2 separate regions of the Drosophila melanogaster genome follow, and region 1 is linked to region 2. Evidence: chromatin contacts called from public Hi-C data. All regions are on one chromosome and are shown on one strand. Each heading gives the region's core, a stretch centred on a gene start, on an enhancer-like site or on the middle of the called end of the contact. The rest is flanking DNA. Distances are from core to core; before and after follow the strand shown. Region 1 holds the start of Edem2 (ER degradation enhancer, mannosidase alpha-like 2). Region 2 holds the start of CG33695.

The links. Hi-C and Micro-C count contacts between places; a contact is called where the count stands out from the background.
Region 1: a Hi-C map of the Kc167 cell line shows a contact between it and region 2, with 2.9 times the contacts expected there. The contact joins the promoter of Edem2 here to the promoter of CG33695 in region 2. A contact is called at or near these places in 10 of 107 Hi-C or Micro-C datasets (the D17-c3 cell line, the Kc167 cell line, the S2 cell line and 3 more).

Annotation. Positions count from the first base shown.
Region 1 is chr2L:13,189,571-13,193,773 of dm6, forward strand. It overlaps Edem2 (ER degradation enhancer, mannosidase alpha-like 2), which reads left to right and starts at 2,631. Exons shown (of 8, transcript NM_135767.2): 1 at 2,631-3,069; 2 at 3,143-3,524; 3 at 3,901-4,047; 4 at 4,103-4,203. The coding sequence starts at 3,373. CG16974 reads right to left here and starts at 2,409. Exons shown (of 6, transcript NM_001259089.2): 1 at 2,334-2,409; 2 at 122-186; 3 at 1-48. The coding sequence starts at 3.
Region 2 is chr2L:11,275,609-11,280,019 of dm6, forward strand. CG33695 reads left to right here and starts at 2,413. Exons shown (of 3, transcript NM_001032079.2): 1 at 2,413-2,522; 2 at 2,786-2,877; 3 at 3,147-4,374. The coding sequence starts at 2,505. The coding sequence ends at 3,855. cana (CENP-ana) reads left to right here. Exons shown (of 11, transcript NM_001032076.2): 5 at 1-467; 6 at 529-729; 7 at 791-940; 8 at 997-1,248; 9 at 1,313-1,588; 10 at 1,647-1,767; 11 at 1,833-2,238. The coding sequence ends at 1,727.

The DNA of each region.
Region 1 (4,203 bases), core at 1,381-3,880, 1.9 Mb after region 2:
CATTTTTCAGTATGTAATCTCAAATATTTGTACGGTCGCATAGTACACCTGTAAGATAAGAGGGTTTTCAGAATATTATTTATTGCTAAATATATTAATTTTATATTGTGTTATAATCAACTATGTTCACTTTATATTTTTCGTACAACGGTACAAGCCATCTCGAAGTTTTTGGATGTCTGGACACTAAATTAAACCAATTCAGGTTTTTGGTCATTATTGATTTTCGCCTTTACCCTTCGGGAGCCCAAAAAATATGTGTCGCAACTCTCATTTCAGCGGGAGAAGGGAAAAGTGGGATTGGGCAACGGACAAAATCAATAAGTTAGGTAAATAACATAAATAAAACGGTGGTCTAAAGGAGGCGGAGGACGCGACGTCCAGTTGCGCGTCCAAATGGCGACGCACAGAAATGTTTGGAACCGTAAAGAGGTGGAACTTTTGTAGTATTCTTCTTTTAATAATGCATTATAATAGTGTCTGTCTGGATGTGGACAAGTTCCCACTTCTCCAACGACAGATTTCCATTCGCACGCAATGAAGATTAAGAACTTTAAGGCATGCAAGGAACTAAAAAGTTATTATAATGTAGAAGTTTTAATAGAAACACTTAACAAAAAAGTCTGTAGATTAAGCGAATACTTTAGGTGAACATGTAATTGTTTTTGATACAAATAAAGATTAAATCTAGCTATAAATTGCTCAATTATTTTATATTGCTTTAAATCTAAGGTTTTTGAGATCTTAAAGTACTCGTCAAGTTTTATTGAGATAAATGGTGAGGAAAACAAACGTAGTCCGCAACGCTGTGAATCAGCAAGTGGCCATTATAAGTTAGCATATATTTAAATTTTCCTTAATGCCGCCGATTGCATTTGTTTATAAACAGAAATATCGAATGAAATGCCGCCCAGCAACCACAACCTGCACCAACAAAGCAATTACGTACAATATATGGTATACTTCAGTTGCCAAGATTATTACTCAATGGCTTTCGGATAAAAAGACGCGAGAACTATAAAATAATTCATTGTATAATACAGCCCATGTCTCGAGTGACTGACCCCCGATGCCACGTAGAATATATTTACACATATATAGAATATGGAAGGCGTAAAGCTTTTCTATTTGTTGATATTGACAACGGTTGGTGGCCAGCTGTTGGGCCAAAGCTGATAAGAGCAATGAGCCCATAAAACTGATAAGCCGGCACTTTGCGAAAAGTGATCAAGATGGATGGTCGCAGGGGTATTCCATTTAATCTCAGTTCCCAAAGAGCTTGAATCGCTAAGTAAATATGACTGTTGATGGCGAATATTCAACACACCAGCAGAAATCTGGCCAAAACAAATGCAAACAACAAAAATAACGAAAAACCGATACAGAAATAGCCCAGCATACAGACGTAAAAAAACACGAAATACACATGCAGAAATATGGCTAAAAAAAAGTGCCACGAATCTAAGACAATAATTAAATTATGTATGTACATATGTACGTTTGCCTCGCAGAGCGAGAAAGTAGTTGCCAAATTGGTGTGGTGCTACCAATAAATTAGACTAATCAGCTGATATGCCAGTTAGCTGTATATTTTTCCATTAATTTAAATGTCAATTTCGTTAAGCCAAAGAATCGGAGCAGACCGAAAGAGACGGAGATAGAGTGGGTTGCATAATCTGTCATGGAATCCGAGCTCAAAACAACCGTTTAACTGGGTATACAGTGCGGGTACATAATGTACATGCGATACATACACACAGACACACGCACACACGCACACACTTGCAACACCTGGTGACATGTGAAAAGCCGCTAATGAGTCGGGCTGACAGTAAAACGGCCAATTAGCCGAGATTCCCTGCTGCCCCGCAAGTGGAATCGTTCACCAAATTGAAGATTTACTCGCCGCTCCGCCCACTCTCATAATTCATTCATCGCTTTTCGCCTCCTTTTTACCTTGGAAAAACTCATCTCAAGTGAGTGTGTGCGTGTGTGAGCACATATGTACATACATATGCATGTAATGTGCAAGGTGCTGCAGCTTAAGATGTTGCCAAGGGCAACGATTCGCGGCTCGGATTCGGATGTAAATCGAGAAATAACGGGAGTATCTCATTCCAGGTAATTATGAAGCCACCGAAACTTCTGGTTTCGCATTTTTTTCACCCTTTGTGCCTGAAGCAGCCGTTTCAGCTACGCACACACTCGCATCTGTCGAAAGTTTGAACTTTTCACTGGGCTACATAGAAAGAAACATCTATGTTTTTTACCCCAATAAGCTAGTCACTCAATAAATATGTCTTTTATGACATATTGTTTAATTATTATCTCACCGTTGTTTATATTATCTGCATCTTTTCGCGTCTTTTTTCGTCTGGCTTACAGTGTGGCCGTAAAAGAACCGTTGAAGTATACTCATACGCATTAGAAGGTAGTCGGAAAAGGCGTTTGAAATATACCAAAAGCCAGTGCTGTGCAATGATAAAATTTAATATATTTATATTATCGTTATTCTATAAAATGGAAAAGAATAATGAACTTATTCAACTAATATAGAGCATAAATAAAATAATTTTAAAGATTAGCTTATAACAATAGCTTAATGGCGGAGGGCCACTCTCTTCCGCCCGCTGCACAGCTGGTCACACTGAGGGTGCAATCACTTTTTTTTCGTGATAAAATTAAGGAATCTTGAGTTCATCGTTGATAAGCAGCGATCTGATAATTGCCAGCACAGCAGCTCGGATAACTATAAAAACAGACTCAGCTGGATATATAATAGAGAGCCGTAATGCCCCGCCGATCGGCTGGCCGCAGTAACCTTACGATTCTGACGCTCGCTTTGCCGTCGTGGTGTTTTGTTATTGGAGCAGAAAACATATTCCAAACGAGATTATAAATAGTCACGATGTGTGTCGCAGTTGTCGCGGTCGTTGGGAGGATGAATGTGCAATTGCAGATGCCGTAGAAGCAGCGCGCTCCAGTTTTATCCACAGAGACCCGATCTTCTAGTGCCCGTGCAAACCGGGAAAAAAACAACAACAAATTAGGTCGACATTTCGGGCACAGGTAAGCCTAATTTCAGTCGAACAAAATTACTTGTTAAGTTATAAGCTAATTATGAGTTGGCTGTTTCAATTAGGCTGCAGAGCCAATTCAAGCGGACCACGGGCCCAAAGCGGAGTCAACAAAGAAGCGGGACAGAGAGACATCGAAACATTGGTTTCAACACCACACGTTCAAAGTGAAGGTCAACGTCACAACGACTCGAGCGGCAAGTCTGGCGGCCGAAAGACAAAGCCATCCGCCGTCACCAGCACAACCTCCAACGCCACCGCCGCCGCCATCGGTAGTCTCCAGATAGCCAGCACCATGTCTACCACATCCTCCGAATCCTTTGTCCGCGGCCAGCGGCTTATGCTCATCTTCCTGGTGGCCATGTGCATCGTAGTTGCCTGCGTCCTTAGCACCGAAACCACCATGCCCACGCAGAACATGTCCAATAAGGAGCGGGCGGAACTCCGGTAAGTCTCAGCTTCTCGTTTCCTTGTATTTCCTGACCAGGGCAACTTCTGTACGTCTTATTTTTATTTATTTACCAAACTAAGAAAGTTTCAGAAACACTATTAATATTTTAATGTACTCTGGTTTTACGAGGGATCTATGCAATTTGTTTAAATGTAACCCATATATGCGTCAGAAACGACGAGGTCAAATTAGCATAACTCGTTTTTAATCATTTATGGATATACATTTAAATGTGATGCTTATAAAAACGAATTATATATCCATGACTTTCATATTAAGTCATATTAAAACGCTTAAGCTTAAAAGTTGTTCTGAACAATCACATATGTAGAAAGTAAATTCAAGTATACAATATGTTCCATTTGCTTTCAGGGAAGAGGCTCGCGATATGTTCTATCATGCATACAACGCCTACATGCAGAACGCCTATCCAGCTGATGAGCTTATGCCGCTCTCCTGCAAAGGACGGTACCGAGGAGTGACGCCATCACGTGGCGACATGGACGACATCCTTGGAAAGTGAGTTCAAAAACCTAAGGTTTGGAGGGATTACTAACATTGTTCTTATTTTTAGTTTCTCCATGACTCTGGTGGATACTCTGGACACTCTGGTGCTCCTGGGCGATTTCACAGAGTTTGATCACGCGGTGAAGCTAGTTATCCGCGACGTTCAAT
Region 2 (4,411 bases), core at 1,163-3,662:
GAATTTCCGGCCGAGATTCAGAGATTAAACAGCTTCGCTCTGAGCTCAAGGACGCCATTGATGAAAATAAAACAGTGAGAGAAGCAAAAGTAGGCCTGGAAAATAGTCTTAAAGCAGTACAGGAAAATATGTCTGCCCAGGAAGGTCAGTTTAAACAAAAGATTGCTGATATTAAGGGTTCAGTAGACGAGCTTCAGATTAAACTAAAATCTCTGCAAGAAGTAAGAGACCATCTAGAGTCTAGAAATGAAGAGCTTAAAAGAAAGCTAAAAGATGCTCAGGAACTACAGAACATGGTGGATAAGGAGCGAAAGCTCAATTCCTCTCTACGAGAAGATTTTGACAAACTGGAACAAACCAAACTCGATCTCGAAGAGCAGCTTCGAGCCAAGAAAGTAGAAATCGATCGCCGATCCAAGGAGCTTGGCGAAGTGACCAAGGATTGCGAAAATATACGATCCGATCTGGTAAGTTTTATTTATTTAACGCCTTCACTTTTGTATTCTATTATATTTTATTCTATACCAGGAAGCTCAAACTAATGATTTCCTAAAAGAAAGGGAAACTTTGAACTTGACTATATCCGATCTTCGGTTGCATAATGAGCAATTGCTAGAAACCTCGAAAAATTATCTATCAGACATAACAGCAGCAAATAATTTAAATCTCGAAATGAAGAAGAATCTTCACGATCTCACAAAAGAGTGCAAGAGCTTACGTTCCGATCTGGTAATAATTAATCTGGTAATCTATCTGGTTGATTACAATATAGGTAATTAAAATTTTTCAGCAATCCAAAGAAGAATATTTCCAAACGCAAAAGCAACTGTTGGATGAAACAATTTCTAATCTAAAGGAGGAAAACCGCAAGATGGAGGAAAAGTTGAGTTCGGGTAACAAGGCGCTCAAAGAGGATTGCGAAAAGCTCCGTTCAACATTGGTAATATTAGACTTGTCTTTGTAGGTTATTCGGTCGCTAATGAAATATTTATTTAGGAATCAAAGGAACTTATACTGCAACAGAATAAACAAGAGTTAGAGGAAAGGCTGACTGTTATTAATGAGAAGAATGGGAAAAACGCACTACTTGACGCCCAGTTGAAATCCAATGAAACCGCCTTTACATCACTGCGAAAGGCATGGATTAAGCAAAGTTTAGCCATAGAAGCGGCCAATAAAAGAAGCCTCGAGATGGAACAGAAGGTTGATAAACGTACGAGGGAGTACGAAGAACTACGATCAACTCTGGTAGAATAATTGCAATCAAAGGCTCTTATAAAATAGCTTAATGTTTTCTCTTTAAATCGCCTAGAAAACCAGGGAAATCAACTTTCGATCGGAGAAGGAACGCATGGACGGCACCATCTCTAGCCTGTTAGAAGACAAGCGTAATCTTGAGGAGAAGTTGTGCACAGTCACCGAGCTCCTGGCTAAGCTAAAGCGCGAACTGCCGGCTTTACACACGCAAAAAGTGAACGGAGGCGATGTGTCCATTGAGTTGAATTCCTCGAATGGATCGCCGACTCCTGCAGCTGTTCCAGCAACAAAGAAGCCCCTGGACTGCAATTCCGCTGAATGTGTGCCAAAGGTACGTATGATCTTCTAAATTTCAAGCATGTAATATTTTTTTTATTTCTCTCGTAAAGAAATCCAGCAGCCTAGAGACTGCGGAGCGGAAGAATCGACGGATGACGGCCTACGATGAGAACCGTAAGCAGTTTTGCTGAAACGACTTACGTGACGGCGGAACTACGACCGTTCCTTTAGGTAAGTTAAGGTTTGCTTGGCCGCGAAATCGTCTAAACTTTATGTGGTTTTAACTAATATTGCAGGTGGCAATTGCCACTGCGAGCAGCGGAGCTGCAAACAAAGACTGAGTTCGGACTGGAGGCAAAACGTTGAGTTCAACGATGATAAAAAAGATGATTAATGTTATCCAAGTATTAGGGATTTCTTTTGTTAGGTGTTATCTTGCAAACGGTGGAATTCCACATCATAAAGTTTTCTATTTATATTTACGCCCTAAGTATTTGTCAAATACTATCAATACAAAAATTACAAAAACAATCGTGATCGTAGTATTTAAATTTAAATCTGTATTATGCTGGTTTTTGTTTAATAGTTAAATTCGATAAATAGTTAAATATTGTTAATTAAGAAATGTTTCCTTCATCATGTGTAATAATATTTGGTTCATATGTATAGCATTGAATAAACTATTTACATTTTCTTAATGTTAAAATCAGATTCGCATAAGTTGCTGGTTCTAATAATAAAAGACATAAATTACTTAAATGTAAATCTAAATAAGCATAACGCTTCTTGTTTGAATTCCCGATTGCACCAATCGATAAGTCGATAGTAGCGCAAATACATATTCTAGTGTTGTGCATTGGAAAATTGACGGCCGCTTGAGTGTTGTGTACGGCGTCAGTGTTGAATAGCTGCGGACGCAAAACTACGTAAAATTACGACAAAAAAACAGCGCCCCGCGAAAAAAGGCCATGAACTCGGCAATCAAGGTAGGTTCAGCCGCTCCACCACATCCGCCGGCAGCTCCGACCGCGTTGATCCCGTCGCCAGCGCCTCCGCGCGTTGCAAGCGAGAAAAAGGCGGCGCGGGAGAGAGTCGAGAGTCATTCGTTTGTCTCACTCCTGCGAGTGGGAAATTTGTTGTTCCACCGTGAGTGGGCCGGCGGGCGGTGGGCAGGGGCGGTGCGTTTGTTTTGAATTTGCACGCGGTAACAACAAACTGACTCCGGATGCAAATCCGCATGCACTTGCAGGTGGGGGAGATATTCACGGCCGCCGGACAGGCGTTCAGCAGACTGGGCGATCTAACCATGCAGCTGCATCCCAATGCGGAGTCGCCATCGGGGTAAGTTGATTCTATGCGGTGGAGTCGCGAGTTTTGTGGACACTAATCGGAGTGTTTCTGTGTGCCTTGTTCCCTCGCCACGGCTGCAGGAAGTGGACGGACGAGGAGATCGACATGCTGCACTCGTCCATAATGCGCTTCTCCGACGACCTGACCAAGATCAGCCTAAGCATCAAGAACCGCACCGTGTAAGTGATCCTGTGCTCCTGGCGAGGGAACCGGCTGCCCAGTGTGTACGTGCTAGTTTTAATTGACCTTCCCCATTGCAGTTCTCAGATCCGCCAGGCGCTGAAGAAGAAGGCCTTCGAGGACGCCGGCATTCCCGCCAAGCAAGTGCCCGTCCAGCAGGTGCAACACGTTCTCCAGACGCTGCCACAACAGCAGCCGCAGCAGCCCCTTCAGCAGCCACCTCCTCAAGTATTCAAGTCACAGCCAATCGTGCAGCACGTACAGCTGGTGGCGCAGCCAAAGCAGATCATCCTGCATCCACAGTCTAATACAACTACGACGGGCACGACGGTGACTGTTAAGCAGTACCAGCAGATGCAGAAGGCTGCGGCATTAGCGGCAGCCCAGGCTGCAGCCTCGACGGCCAACAACACGCCCACCATCACGGAGAACATCATTATCCAGCAGCCCACTTCGACTACGGCGACAGTGGTGCAGCAGCCACATATGGTGTCCACCTGCTCGTCGACGCAGATCGTGGTGCCCGTTGTGTCGGCAGTGTCCACTGTTCCAACAGTACTCTCGCCCACGGTGGTGATTGCCGACGATGTGGTTAGCACCTCCAATCCTCCAGCGGCAGCGGCGACAGTAGGATCGCCAGCAGGGGCGCCAGCAGGCTTAAAGTGCGGACCAGACGTGTCCATGACCCTCAATCGCATCAATGTCCAGGAGAACGAGGTGGACGTGGAGGAGTGCCTGCCCGCAGAGGTGGTCAAGCTGGATTTTGTCAGCGAGGAGGTGGCCGGGTGAGGTTCGAGCCCTCGGAACGGGCTGGACTTCTTCTACTAGATCTCCGGCCGCAGAACGAATCACGTAACTTGGAACAGAACCGCTACAAATCCAGATCGAGAACTCTTAAGCAAAAAGGTTGAGATGCCGCCCTAGCCCTAAGTCTAAACTGTTAAGTGTTGTCATATTTGATATACCCTGAAATCACCTTGTTCCGGGCCCCGGATGACAAATGAATTGTGCGATGTGGAGGACGAGTCTGTGGATCGCCAGCCACAGAGCGTAGATATTAATTGCGGAGCGTATATGCGCCGCCTAGACTTAAATTTACGCAAGACACAATAGTGCAAAGTACATAACGACGATCGTGTAAGTTGAGAGTGAATAAACGAGCATTATTTTAAGATTCGGCGATCTCTGGGATTTTATTGGAGTTAGGAAAGCCCAAGGAGCGTAGAAATTTAGTTATTTGCAATGGCTTCTACAATCTCATTGCTGTAATTTGTACTTCATACTTTTATTTTGATCAGACTGTATTATAAAAGCATATATATAATTATATTTTTAAAGCACCCAA